Regions from separate parts of the Mus musculus genome. Here region 1 is linked to region 2. A link is a contact called in public Micro-C data. All regions are on one chromosome and are shown on one strand. The core of a region is the stretch at or near the end of the contact, and the rest is flanking DNA. Distances in the headings are between cores, read along the strand shown. Region 1 holds the start of Abca8a (ATP-binding cassette, sub-family A (ABC1), member 8a). Region 2 overlaps Abca8a (ATP-binding cassette, sub-family A (ABC1), member 8a).

Evidence for each region. Hi-C and Micro-C count contacts between places; a contact is called where the count stands out from the background.
Region 1: a contact with region 2 is called in a Micro-C map of muscle stem cells, with 2.9 times the contacts expected there. The contact joins the promoter of Abca8a here to the enhancer-like site in region 2. A contact is called at or near these places in 3 of 39 promoter capture datasets (liver, macrophages and neutrophils), 4 of 484 Hi-C or Micro-C datasets (the AML12 cell line, liver and muscle stem cells), 1 of 115 datasets of contacts at active chromatin or transcription factors (embryonic stem cells) and 3 of 9 other capture datasets (adipose tissue, liver and pancreatic islet).

Annotation. Positions count from the first base shown.
Region 1 is chr11:110,090,951-110,097,243 of GRCm38.p6, reverse strand. It overlaps Abca8a (ATP-binding cassette, sub-family A (ABC1), member 8a), which reads left to right and starts at 1,307. Exons shown (of 39, transcript NM_153145.4): 1 at 1,307-1,381; 2 at 5,624-5,725. The coding sequence starts at 5,630.
Region 2 is chr11:110,052,484-110,058,632 of GRCm38.p6, reverse strand. It overlaps Abca8a (ATP-binding cassette, sub-family A (ABC1), member 8a), which reads left to right. Exons shown (of 39, transcript NM_153145.4): 21 at 76-209; 22 at 1,349-1,486; 23 at 2,215-2,322; 24 at 3,977-4,150; 25 at 5,504-5,617. Among named protein-coding and RNA genes, the nearest start is that of Abca8a, 40 kb to the left of the region's middle. Within about 2 kb of position 4,787, at least 5 of the 459 cell types and tissues checked have an H3K27ac peak or open chromatin away from gene starts, as enhancers often do. A contact at or near this core is called in muscle stem cells, where this site is marked.

The DNA.
Region 1 (6,293 bases), core at 58-2,557, 42 kb before region 2:
TTGAAGACTCGTATTTTCAAAGTTCACTGACACACAGAAACTAATTTTTGGTTTTTTTTTTCTTTCTTTCTAGCTATGAAAACGAAAAAGAATTTTCTAAATATTAGCTGGGCAGTGGCTCACGCTTCCCTTCTTACTAAAATCTCTCTATTAAGCTGTGACTTGTCTAACTCGGGTCCTTTTAGGCTGCCTTACTTTTGGTTTTCAATCTCCTATACGTAGCTGAATGTTGTTCTGAGTGAATGTTGTTCTGAGCCATACTTCCCAAGACCCATAACGTTAGCATTTCTTCTAGGCTACAGTTACCAGGTGTGCCTGACTCACTGTAAAAGGGGCTGCTCAACCCCTCCTCACTCACTTCTCTTGCTCTCTTGCTCTCTTATCCTCTTTCCCCTTTGACCCTTCTCTCGCCATTCCCTGTGCTCATGGCCTCTACTCCTCTCTCTCTCTCTCTCTCTCTCTCTCTCTCTCTCTCTCTCTCTCTCTCTCTCTCTCTCTGTCTTTCTCTATCTCTACTCCCTCAACTCCCCCTCCCCATGCCATGAATAAACTCTATTCTATACTATACTATAACTGGTACCTCAGGGGGAAGGGATGCCTCAGCATGGGCCCCCAGAGGCATCCCCTTCCCCGACACCATATCGCACCTCTACCAAACATACCCTTCGCTGCTGCTTCTTCTTCTTCTTCTTCTTCTTCTTCTTCTTCTTCTTCTTCTTCTTCTTCTTCTTCTTCTTCTTCTTCTTTTTTATAAAACACAACACATAATGTTGAGCACATTTTAAAGATGGAGTCTATTGACTGATTCTGGCCAGAGCAGGAACTGAGGAAATGGACAGGATGGAAGATATGATATAGGAAAAAAATCAAGATATTGCTTTCTAGGCTGTTTGAAACATAATTAGAATATCTGCCTCAACATGGCAGAATAAGTCCAGAGCTCAGAGCCTTTTAAGGGACAATATTTTATTTTATTTTATTTTATTTTATTTTATTTTTTGAAATCTGTCAATTTCTTTTGGGGGAGGGCCCAGAAAAGTTACAAATTTGGACTCCCTCGGCAACACAGATTTTTCTGACACTATAATTAGTCAAATGAGTAGGGTTGGCAATTCTCTGCTGTGGGAACTGGCTGGAAGTCAATAAAAAAGAGATTTGTTCGAGAATGGTCACGTGAATACAGTGCTCAGCAGGCCAAGAAAATTACAACCACAATCTTCCTCCAAAAGCAGTCAGGCTGACTGGGAATGCTCAAAACAGGCAAACAGAATGAAAGCAATACAGATGTGATAGAGACCGGGGAGAAGTAGAACCCATTCTCTTGGAGTGGGGAAACAGAGGTAAGCCAAGACTCAGGATACTTTCTTCGGACATTCCAAATGTAAGTTCCTTTTTGCTTCTGTTTGGTTTGTATTACGTAACTATAAGTGAGATTTCATTTACTCAATGAGAACTTTTTAGGGAGAAGTTATTATTTATTTTTCTGCACAGAGTTTTAGTGTTTCTGGGTTTATTTTCCTGTGGTCTGCAAGGGGAAGTTGTGGGTAGTTTTAAAGACATTGTCATATTTTCTAGTTTTAAGTAAAGATGTGGGAATGTGCCTGTAATGTGTTAGTAATGGTGAGAAATGTAAGCAGGTCTTCTGGAAGCATTTTCTGTGTGAATATGAATGTGAATCTGCTGCCCAGCTGCAGTTAGACACACACATGTGCATGAACTGTACAGTAACTGGCAGGCATTTCCAATACACTTTCTCTCTAATCCTGAGAAGTCTTTAGTATGGCATTTAGAGAAATGCTTTTATGTCTCAGCCTGTTATTCTCAGACTTACAGGTTGTTTGTCTATTTGTTGGTTTTGTTTTGTTTTGTTTTGTTTTGTTTTTAACATAAGATTCTTTCCTGCACGTTTTTATTTGTTGGGTATGATGTATTGAATCATACTGAGGCATGTGCCACTTCACTACAATGGCATTACTTCAAATGTCATACCCTTTGCTGTCGGCAGGAGTTTGCAGTAAACAGGGTTTTGTTGATTGGCACAGAGTCAATAACATTCACTCACGCTGAAGCAAAGCCTTCAGTTTTACTTGTACATGAGCTAGCATGGATCTAGGAACCAGAGAAGGAAGGAAAAGCAAACAAGAGGGACGTTTTACCGAGCTTATTTATGCTGCATGGCTGATTTGCAGTGGAACTCTGAGATAGAGAGTTAGTCTTAGTTCTGGCTACAAAGGGCTGTGGCTGCTCCCTTGACTGGTTCAAGTTATCCCATCTCTCTAAGAATGTTCCCGTTGCCCGGAGCAATTCTTGGGGCTTCTGGACACCCTGACTTAAAACATTTATTTATTTATTTATTTATTTATTTATTTATTTATTTATTTATTTGTTTTTGCTAATACTACATTCTTCTCCATTTGTCAGCCCAAAAGGCTTTCTGATATCTTTTCTCCACCCTTTTGTACGAAGACTTGCCTCTGAGCCTTATTATATAACCATGTGTTGTTTTCTTCTCTGGAAATAAGCTGTGAGTGGCTACTGTGCAACTACTGCCCAATGGGACTGTCCCATCAACTCTACACCTGAATTTTTATCCTGGGAAATAGGCATTTCTCTGTTTGAACTTGTCTCATGACTGGGATGATAGCATCATGCAGGGAAACTTCTATTCTCTATCTGTATGGCAATATCCCAATATCCCATCACAACATGGTCGACCAGTTTTAGGCAACATGTTGGTAAAAAGGTTATTTCTACCAATTATTAAGACATAAGAGCCAGTTGGCACAGACCATCATAGGACACCACAGTGGAGTCAATGGCCATGGCAAGCCTCCCAGAAAAGTGATTTCTCGCTAAAGTGACTTGATTGTGTAATTCAGTCTAAGCAAGCCCTTTCCTTCCACAGTTTAAAGTCTTAATGAACTTAATGAAGAGTTACCCTGCTTTGTTTTCTTTTATGTGCAGCTTCCAGAGAGGCTGGAGAACTCGAATAGTGTGTGATTTCTTGGTGGAGGTATGGGAAGAGGTTAAATTTAACTATGCTCTGAAACTTCTCTTTTCAGGGAATGTTCTGCTAGAGTAAAATATCTCTATGAATCCCCACATTGTGACCGTTAACTTCATGTGCCTGCTTGGCTGAACTATGGGACCCAGCTATTTGGCCAAATGCTCGTTTAGATGTTGCTGTGAAAGTATTTTTAAATGCAATTAACATTTAAATCAGTACTTTAAGTTTTTTTTTTTTAATTATTTTTTTGAGGTGGGGTAGGGTTGTTGAAAGGGACGCTCATGTGATATATATGTGGAGGTCAGGGACAACTTGAGGAATCAGCTCTTTTCTTCCCACGTGTGAGTCCCAAGAATCACACTAAGGTCTGTAGGCTTGGTAGCAAGTGCTGTTAACATTGAGCCATCTTGCAGATTCATCAATATAGTATACATCAGTAAGAAAGCCATTCAGTATTGTGAGCGAGCTTCACTTAACCACACGAAGGCCTTGCAAATACGTCTGAGGTTCAGCCGAAGATATGAAATTCTCCTCAGCTTTAAAAAGCAGAGGCTCCAGCTTTTCTCTTTCACAGTCTTGTATGCAAGGCTGAGACGGGTCATATGCCCATTGGCATCCCATGTGCCTGCGCTACCAGTTATGAAATCAGCAGGCCACATAGTTCTGGAACCAGTTCCTGAAAGTACATGGATTACTGCTCTCTGTCTCCACACATCTCTCCCCTTCTCACATTTAAAAAAAAATCTCTAGGTTGCCCAATGTTGATACAGTTGTGGTGTTTGTTTGTTTGTTTGTTTGTTTCTTTGAAGAGCCTGGATAAACACATTAGCCAAATTCGGAAAGGCTCTGTGAACACTTTTGATATAAATGATAAATGCTGAGACTGATTTGCAGTTTCTGTTGGAGAGGAGCTGCTCTGCTCCTATACTCTCCTCCCTGACTGCTCATGCACAGGACAAAGACTTCCAGGGTTAGCTTCCATCTCTGTGTCTCTATAATGCCCTACCCCTCATTAAAATCATCTATCCATCCACAAATTCCATGGTATCCATGCCCATCACACACACACACACACACACACACACACACACACACACACACTCACACGACATATATTTCCTATTCTTGTTTACTACTCTCCCAAGGACAGGATGACTAGACCTGCCAAATACTGCACCTACTGGAGCCATGACATGCCCTTCCATGGACATTCCTGTGGTGCCTTTCAATAGGCTCTAGCTTAACTTTAGCTGTCTATCTGCATTAAAAAGAGTCTTATCCTCTCAAATCAGTCCTCAGCAGAATCTCCCAAGCTATTTGTCGGGGGGGGGGGCAATGTTTTATTTCCTCTCTGAAGACCACTATTTAAAAAGAAAAATCTAACGTGTAGCATTATGGTACCAAAAATGTTAAGTGTTGCTATGGAAACTTCTCAGATTCTCCACTTCTTTATTGACTGGGATCAAGGTATACCTTGGAGAATGGTACTCCCTTCAGATGCTTAGTGTGAGATTTTTGCATATGGTGCCTACCGTAATCAGCATCCCTTATCAGAGAAGAGTATACAGAAATTTCTGGTTTCTCATGAAGCTCATCCTCCTTGGAGCCTGCGCCCTCTACCTTGCTACTAGTACGACTCTTAAAACACTAAGCTTCATTTATCCCCATTCCCAGCTTCCCCCACCCAATCAAACACACTTTTACATAGCATGCCTACCCCATTACTATGACAGCTACTTCCTTTATAATCCATTTCAGTTTCATTTCCTCAGATGATCAACAACAAGAAGTTGAAAAGTTAAGTCAAAATTTAGGAGTTTTATACCCAGCTAAATCCTACTTGAATCTCAGTCTCAAGGCTGATTTTATCACTGCCTCAAGCATATGCTCAAACATAGTGTGGCTTTCCAAGGGCAACCTTGAAGTGAATGAATATCCCTTCTCAGTTCATAATATATACAATAACATGTCTACTTTCATGTCTTATAAAGACAGAACCAAATTTTCTTGCCAAAATAAAACAGACTAAGAGGATTGAGGTCTTCACCCAGTCCTTTCAATTCTTGTAGATATATTATCTCATATCTGCACAGGGCACCATTACTGTTCATGACACTGTTGTTCTTATCAGGTGAGAAAAGAAACTTCCAAACTGAAGTCCTGCTATGTTTACCACTTCAGCAATTCAATGTTTTCACCGATTTAAGTTTTCCTCTCAGGAAAAGTGAACTATGGTGGTCTTCTCACATTGAATTAATATGCCTATTATGTTGTGCAAGAGATGTTGATTCATAAATTATATATAAAGGGCATCATTCAAGCCTGTATTCATGTTCCTCTCTCTCCTGTGTGTTTAAATGGCTATATATTGTACAAATTAGAATGTTAATGTATTTATGATATATGCTGTTTAAGTAAATACACTGTTGAAGAAGTCTGAGAGTGAGAAGAGAAAATGGAAAGGAAATAGAAGAGATACCCAGTGAATAAGTTATGAATCCCAGAATCCAAGTCTTTCCTTTGGAGTAAAGAGCAACCAGGCTCTGACATTTGCAGAGCATTTCCTCTTAAGATCTTAGTATTTGTTGACTCTTCTCTTTTTTTCTTATTAAACAGACCAAGATGGTTAAGAGAGAGATAAATGTGTGCCAACAAACGTGGGCCTTATTGTGCAAGAATCTTCTCAGAAAAAAGAGACTGAAAAGAGATACATTTTTGGTATGACTCAGGATCTGCCCTGCTTCCTGTGTGTAATGGTGCAGCATATTTCCTGTGTGCAAGGACTAGAGACACCGCTGGGAAGAAAATCATGGCTCCACACAAAAGGAGGAGGCCATTCACTAGGGACAGTATAACAGAGGAGGGGGTGCAAAATGAGAATACAATAAATAAATTCCTTTAAAGCCTACAAAACCACTTTCAAACTGTTTTGCTCACTAAGATTAAGATAGTAGCAGGTCAAAGAGACAAAGAATGTGCTGATAAACTCATACACCGATGGCAGAGCTAAAGGCTTTACTTCTCTCTCTCTCTCTCTCTCTCTCTCTCTCTCTCTCTCTCTCTCTCTCTCTTTCTCTCTCTTTAAGGGTTATTTATTTTATGTATGAATGTTCTACATGCATGTACACCTGCATGGCAGTAGAGGGCGTCAGATCCCACTATAGATGGTTGTGAGCCACCATGTGGTTGCTGAGAATTGAACTCAGGAACTCTGGAAGAGCAGCCAATACTCTTAACTGTTGAGCCATCATCTCTCCAGTCCCTGGATCTTCCTCTTTTAAAACGG
Region 2 (6,149 bases), core at 3,538-6,037:
TGTGAAGAGTCATTTTGATACATAATTTTGTAGTGTTCTTTTGGATTTATAGTGCCTTTTACATTTTACTACTAGGAGCAAAAATCGATGACTTTATACATTCACTGGAACAACAGAACATAGCTTTGGAAGTTGATGCCTTTGGGACTAGAAATGGCACCGAGGACAGTCAGTATAATGGAGCTATCATCCTATCAGGTGACGAGAAGGTACGTGCATCCCCAGGGCACAGAGCTATGGCTATTATAGGGCAATCTGATGAAAAATGGCATCTGAGATATTGTATACAAATAACATATCTGTGTATATATTTTGTATTTGAGGAGAGAATTTGGGCTAAAATTATTCCATTTAAACTTTAAATTTACTTAAGAGAATGCATTAAGATTCCTACTTTCATTCATTATTCATAGAATTGTATTCATGAGTTTAATATAGTAAAGTTACATTCACCATTAGCTCGTTGTATAATTATTACTTGAGTTTGATTCCTGGAGCCCATGTGGTGGAAAAAGAGAACTGACTCCTGCAACTTGTTCTCTGACTGTCACACATGCAGAATGAACATGTATTTACATGCACACACACACATGCACACGTGCACACGCGTGCGCGCGCGCACACACACACACACACACACACACAGAAACACACACTAATGAGTAAATATAAAAAATTTTAAAAAAATACAATTTCTACTTGCTACCTGGAGCTTTAAGCCAGAGATCCCAAATGTAGTTCCTAAATCAGACATAGTCTCTAAATGTTACCTGGCTTTTCTTGAGAAGATGTGAATAAAGCCAGAGTTATTCCACACAAGTCTATTTTAGTGAACCAATCACTTCATAGGGTTTCTTACAGGAGTTATGGGTGAATTAGGTATCTGTATCATCACAGAGTTCACCCCAGCGTGGGTGGAAATTCCCAAAAGATGCATCCTCAGAGTTTACTGTGCAGCTTGTCGACATCTCCACAGAAGAGTGCCCTCTTCTTCTTAAGTTATTCATAGGCATTGTAACTTCATGAACGTCTTGATTCTTATCCATCTCACTTCTCCATCCAGGAGGGAAAGTTGGGATCCAAGCAAATGACTACAGGACAGCAGTCATAATTAGTTTGTCTTATTAGAGGTTTATCTTAAAATTTAATTATACCCCATTAAGGCCTAATTAAGGCATTAAAAAATTACAGCATTGACCTGTGCATCACAAAGAAAGAAACTGAAGAACCTCTAGTCCATCAGTCACATCACAAAGAATATGCTATCCTCTGAAGAATTTTGTGTATTGCTCACACGGGTTTTATGTTTCCTCGTTCTGGACTGATAAATCCTTTTGTTATATTTTAGAATTACAACTTTACCCTGGCATGCAACACCAAGAGGCTGAATTGTTTTCCGGTTCTGGTGGATATTGTGAGTAATGGGCTACTTGGACTGTTCGCACCATCAGCACACATTCAAACTGACCGCAGCACATTTCCTGAGGTTGGTACATTCTTGTAGATTCTGTTGTCTCTGGAGTCTTCCAGATTGTTCCATTCAGAATAATATCAGTGGTCTTGATAGAGTTTCTCTCATACCTTAGGTTACCATCTGTATCTATCTTGTATATATTTATATTAATTTGAGATATAGTATATTATGGTCTATCATATATGACTATGCATATTCAGTTGAGCTGTTCCCCATAAGCACTAAATGTTAAATTAGGAGATATAAAACTAAGCATACTGACTCACACCTATAATTATAGTGCTTGTGAGGTTTCAACAGGATCATTATGGGTTCAAGTTCAATTTGTATTGCAAAGAAGAAATCAAAAGAAGGAGAAGGAGGAAGGGAAAGAAGAGATGGGAAGAAAACCTAAGATGTGAAATTTATGAGTTGGAATTCCTGGTTGCACCGGTTTAAAGTGACAAAATATCACAATAATTATTTAAAGCCTAAAAATATTGATCATCTTTAAGTGTCAGCCTAAACTTCAGAATTTTTCCATTATTAGAATCCCTTTGTTCTCATTATTACTTTCCATTTTCAAGATCATATTGTGTAGCTATAGATATATAAGCAAAATCTATGTTGAAAATTGGATAAGAATGTAAGGAGGTGAAAATCTCAAAACAGACCCAAGGCGCTATCTTAGATAATTGACTGTGTTTTGAGCAATGTAATCCAGACAATGAGCTTCAACTTTGTATCAATTTCATTCCTAGGAAAATGACCACAGAAAATTTGATTATTTGGCTTATTTCTTCTTGTGGGTACTTCTGATGGCCTGTGTTCCTCCTTATATTTCCATGACCAGCATTGATGACTATAAGGTAGTAAAAAAAAAAATTAATGGAAACTAAAGTTGATTTAAACAATCAGAAGTTGTTTATAATGTGATTGCAGGGTTTCTCGTTACTATGGTGTGCAGTTTTATACACTGAGCAGTTGATTAATACACAATTGCACCTTTATAGAAGTAAAAAGGAAGAATGCACTAAAGGAAAGGAAAAGGAAGGAGGTGGGGAGGACAAGTGGAAAGACCATGAGAAAGGAAAATAAGAGAAAGATTAAAAAGCTTTGTTTGTTTCCTTCTAAAGAATGGAGGCATTGGGATAAAGATTGAACACTTCCCCAAATGTAATCTTTTCAGTGGAAGATGGGTGAGATTCCATATAAAAATTTGAGTTGTATATCACACATATCTTCTTGGAACTAGCTCATGGAACACAAAGAGGTCTTGAGCAGCACCCCAAGGTCTTAATAAACTAAAAGAAGAACCTGGAATCCTAAAGGGTGGAGTGGCTGGAATCTGCCTCTAAGCATTCTGTCAGTGCAGGAATTACCTAGAGCAAGGGCAGTAGACCTCTACTCAAGGGTAGCTTACACTATGTTGCCAAGACGAAGCATGGAGTAGAACTTCATGATGTCACGACTGTACAGATGTCTGTAAGAAGAGCACATTCAGAAGTTATATAGGATTGGTACCTGCTTCCAGTCATCAGTTATAGGGGTTACCCCAAGGATCCAAATTTGGGGCAAGACTTGATCAATTAAGAACAGACCCAGAAATGACAAAGGAAATGAAAGAAGTAACAAATAGGAAAAGTTAACACAATCAAGGATTAACTAAAAGAATGAACACAATGAAGAGAGAAAACACACACACACACACACACACACACACATACACACATGTCAGGTGGAACTCCTAATGTAGCTATATAAAAAAAATGAACATGGCTTTTAGAACAGACATACAGTTAAAACAGAATGAACCAGAATAGACAGTAAAATTGAAACACAGAAAGAAAGAAAAAACGCTCTGAAAAATTATCTGAACTTTAATGATTCATGAGACAATAGTAATGACTCATCATATATTTAATTAGAATTTCTAAGGCAGAGAAGAGCTAGAAATGACAGAAAATACACTTGGAAAAAACAAAATTTTTATCATTTGGCAGATTTTTAAAATATAAAATTTAGTGAAACATAAAATAACTACACATATGAAATACATTAATGGCTTTAAATATGAGAAACTCCAAAGCTATCAAAGTACCACACAAGGTGCAATTACTAACAGTGTTTTAATCACTCATTTTCATTGAGAATAAACCAATATGACAATTTTACGTGGAAAAAAAATGGCTACTTTCATTTGGATAAGGGATGAATTGTTTTACCACTGAAAGCTAATACTCACATGGGGAATTTTCCTTTGTAGGCATTAAGTCAATCTTTGGCTAACTGCCTTATTGCTGTCAGTAACTTGGATGGTTTATTTTATTAGCTACGTTATCACATTAGGTTAAATTATTTTTATTAGTAACAACAGCAAATTTTGATATAGAAGCTTTGAAATGACCCATGTCCCTTCTTCTGTGTAGTGTTTAATCACTAATAATGAATAACTCATTTGGTTATTTTCTTCATATTTTTATAAAAAACAATATACAATTGATGATTGTACTTCCTTACCAGAACAGAGCTCAGTTCCAGCTGTGGATTTCAGGGCTCTCCCCATCTGCATACTGGTTCGGGCAGGCTCTGTTTGAGGTTCCAGTGTACTGTGCACTCATTTTGTCTATATTCATTGCATTCTATGCCTCGGCCCCTCCAGAGAGTAAGTTCACAGTTGGAGATCTGTTTATTCAGGTAAGTGACACCATTCCTAAAACAACTACCATTAATCAATCAACCCAAAAACTAACAGTAACTCAGACCATTTTTGATATTTTTCATTTCTATTTTAAGAGTTTCTTAAAGTGTGGTTGAAATACATACGGCATAAAATTGTCACTGTGGCTTTTTACCTGGTGTGTGTGTGTGTGTGTGTGTGTGTGTGTGTGTGTGTGTGTGTGTGTGTGTTTCATTCTTTGGACAGGGTCTAACTATGAAGTCCTAGCAGCCCTAGCTGATTTTAAAATCATGGCGAGCCTCCTGAGAGCTAAGATTAAATTTTGTGCCACCACAACTGGCTCCTCCTGACTGCTTTGACTGTGACACCCAGTAACACTGGTTGCATATTCCCAAATATTTTGTCACCACCACCCCCAAAACCTTCCAGTTATGTGGCACCAGAAACTGAGATCCTACACTGAAAATACAGGCATCCCTCTGCAAGACTGTCCCCAAGCAAGGGGTTTGGTAGGCCAAGAGCTCTCAGAACACTCGAAAGCATTCTTCTTCTTTTAATCATTTTTTTTGCAGGTCAGACTTTATCCCCCTCCTGGTACACCAGCTGTTCCACATTCCCATACTTCCTCCCCGCCCCGTCATCTCCACAAGAATGTCCCCACCCCACCAGACCTCCCCACTCCCTGGGGCTTTCAATCTCTTGAGAGCTAGGTGCATCTTCTCTGACTGAGTCCAGACTCAGCAGTTCTCTGCAGTATATGTGTTGGGGCCCCCATATCAGCTGGTATAGGCTGCCTGTTTTGGTGGCTAAATGTCTGAGATGTCTCGGGGGTCCATCTTATAGGGTTGCCCTCCTCCTCAGCTTCTTCCAGCTTTTCCCTAATTCAAACACAGGGGTCAGCAGCTTCTGTCCATTGGTTAGGTATAAATATCTGCGTTTGACTCTTTCAGCTGCTTGGGTCTTTGTGGGGGCAGTCATGATAGGCACCTTTTTGTGAGCACTCCATAGCCTCAGTAATAGTTTTGGGCCTTGGGGCCTCCCCTTGAACTGGATCCCACTTTGGGCCTGTCGCTGGACCTCCTTTTCCTCAGGCTCTTCTCCATTTTTGTTCCTGCAGTTTGTCTTTTTTGAGTTAGGTATTGTATGTAAACTTTTGTTTGCAGAAAACTGACAAAGTCGCCTCTCCTAGTTGTTTGTGTTTTAGAGGTTTCTGCAGAGAAGTGACAATCCCAAGTCACCCACTTTACCACTCTCTCTGATATTTAAATCATTATAAATGTAGGAACATGAAGACATTGTTCCATGACATTAGCACATTCAAATGTTTTCACATGTCACAATATTCATTCTCATATTCCTATTGGTTTCAGATTCTCTATGTTGGTGGCTATGCCATGTCAGTTATTTTCATGACTTATGTGATTTCATTCATTTATCGCAAGGGGAGAAAAAATAGTGGCCTTTGGTCACTTTGCTTCTATATTGTAAGTATCTTTACTGTTTTTATTTTTGTGATGGAGTTAAGTACTAATACTTTAAAAATATCTTTGGTTGGTATAAGATAAACCAATTTTATACTTTAAAGTATTTCAAATGTATTTTTCTGATAAAATTTCACTAGTTCCATGATATATATATATATATATATATATATATATATATATATATATATATATAATCTCCACGTGTATAACATATATGTTAAAATGTATCTATTTTCATCTCACTTTCTTTAAAGGTAAGAGAATTCATTATAGGATCGTAAACTTAGGTATTGTTTTGAAATTCCTTTTAGGAAAAAGAATTAACTGAGCAACAAAGGCTATGGAATTTTCAGAAGACTATGAATATTGTTAATTAAAAATCTAAAACTAAAATCTGATTGCTGAGGATGTAATGGGAGAGAGGCCCTTGGTCCTGTGAAGGCTCTATGCCCCAGTATAGGGGACTTCCAGGGCCAGAAAAAGGAAGTGGGTGGGTTGACGAGCAAGGGGAGGGGGAGGGGATAGGGGGTTT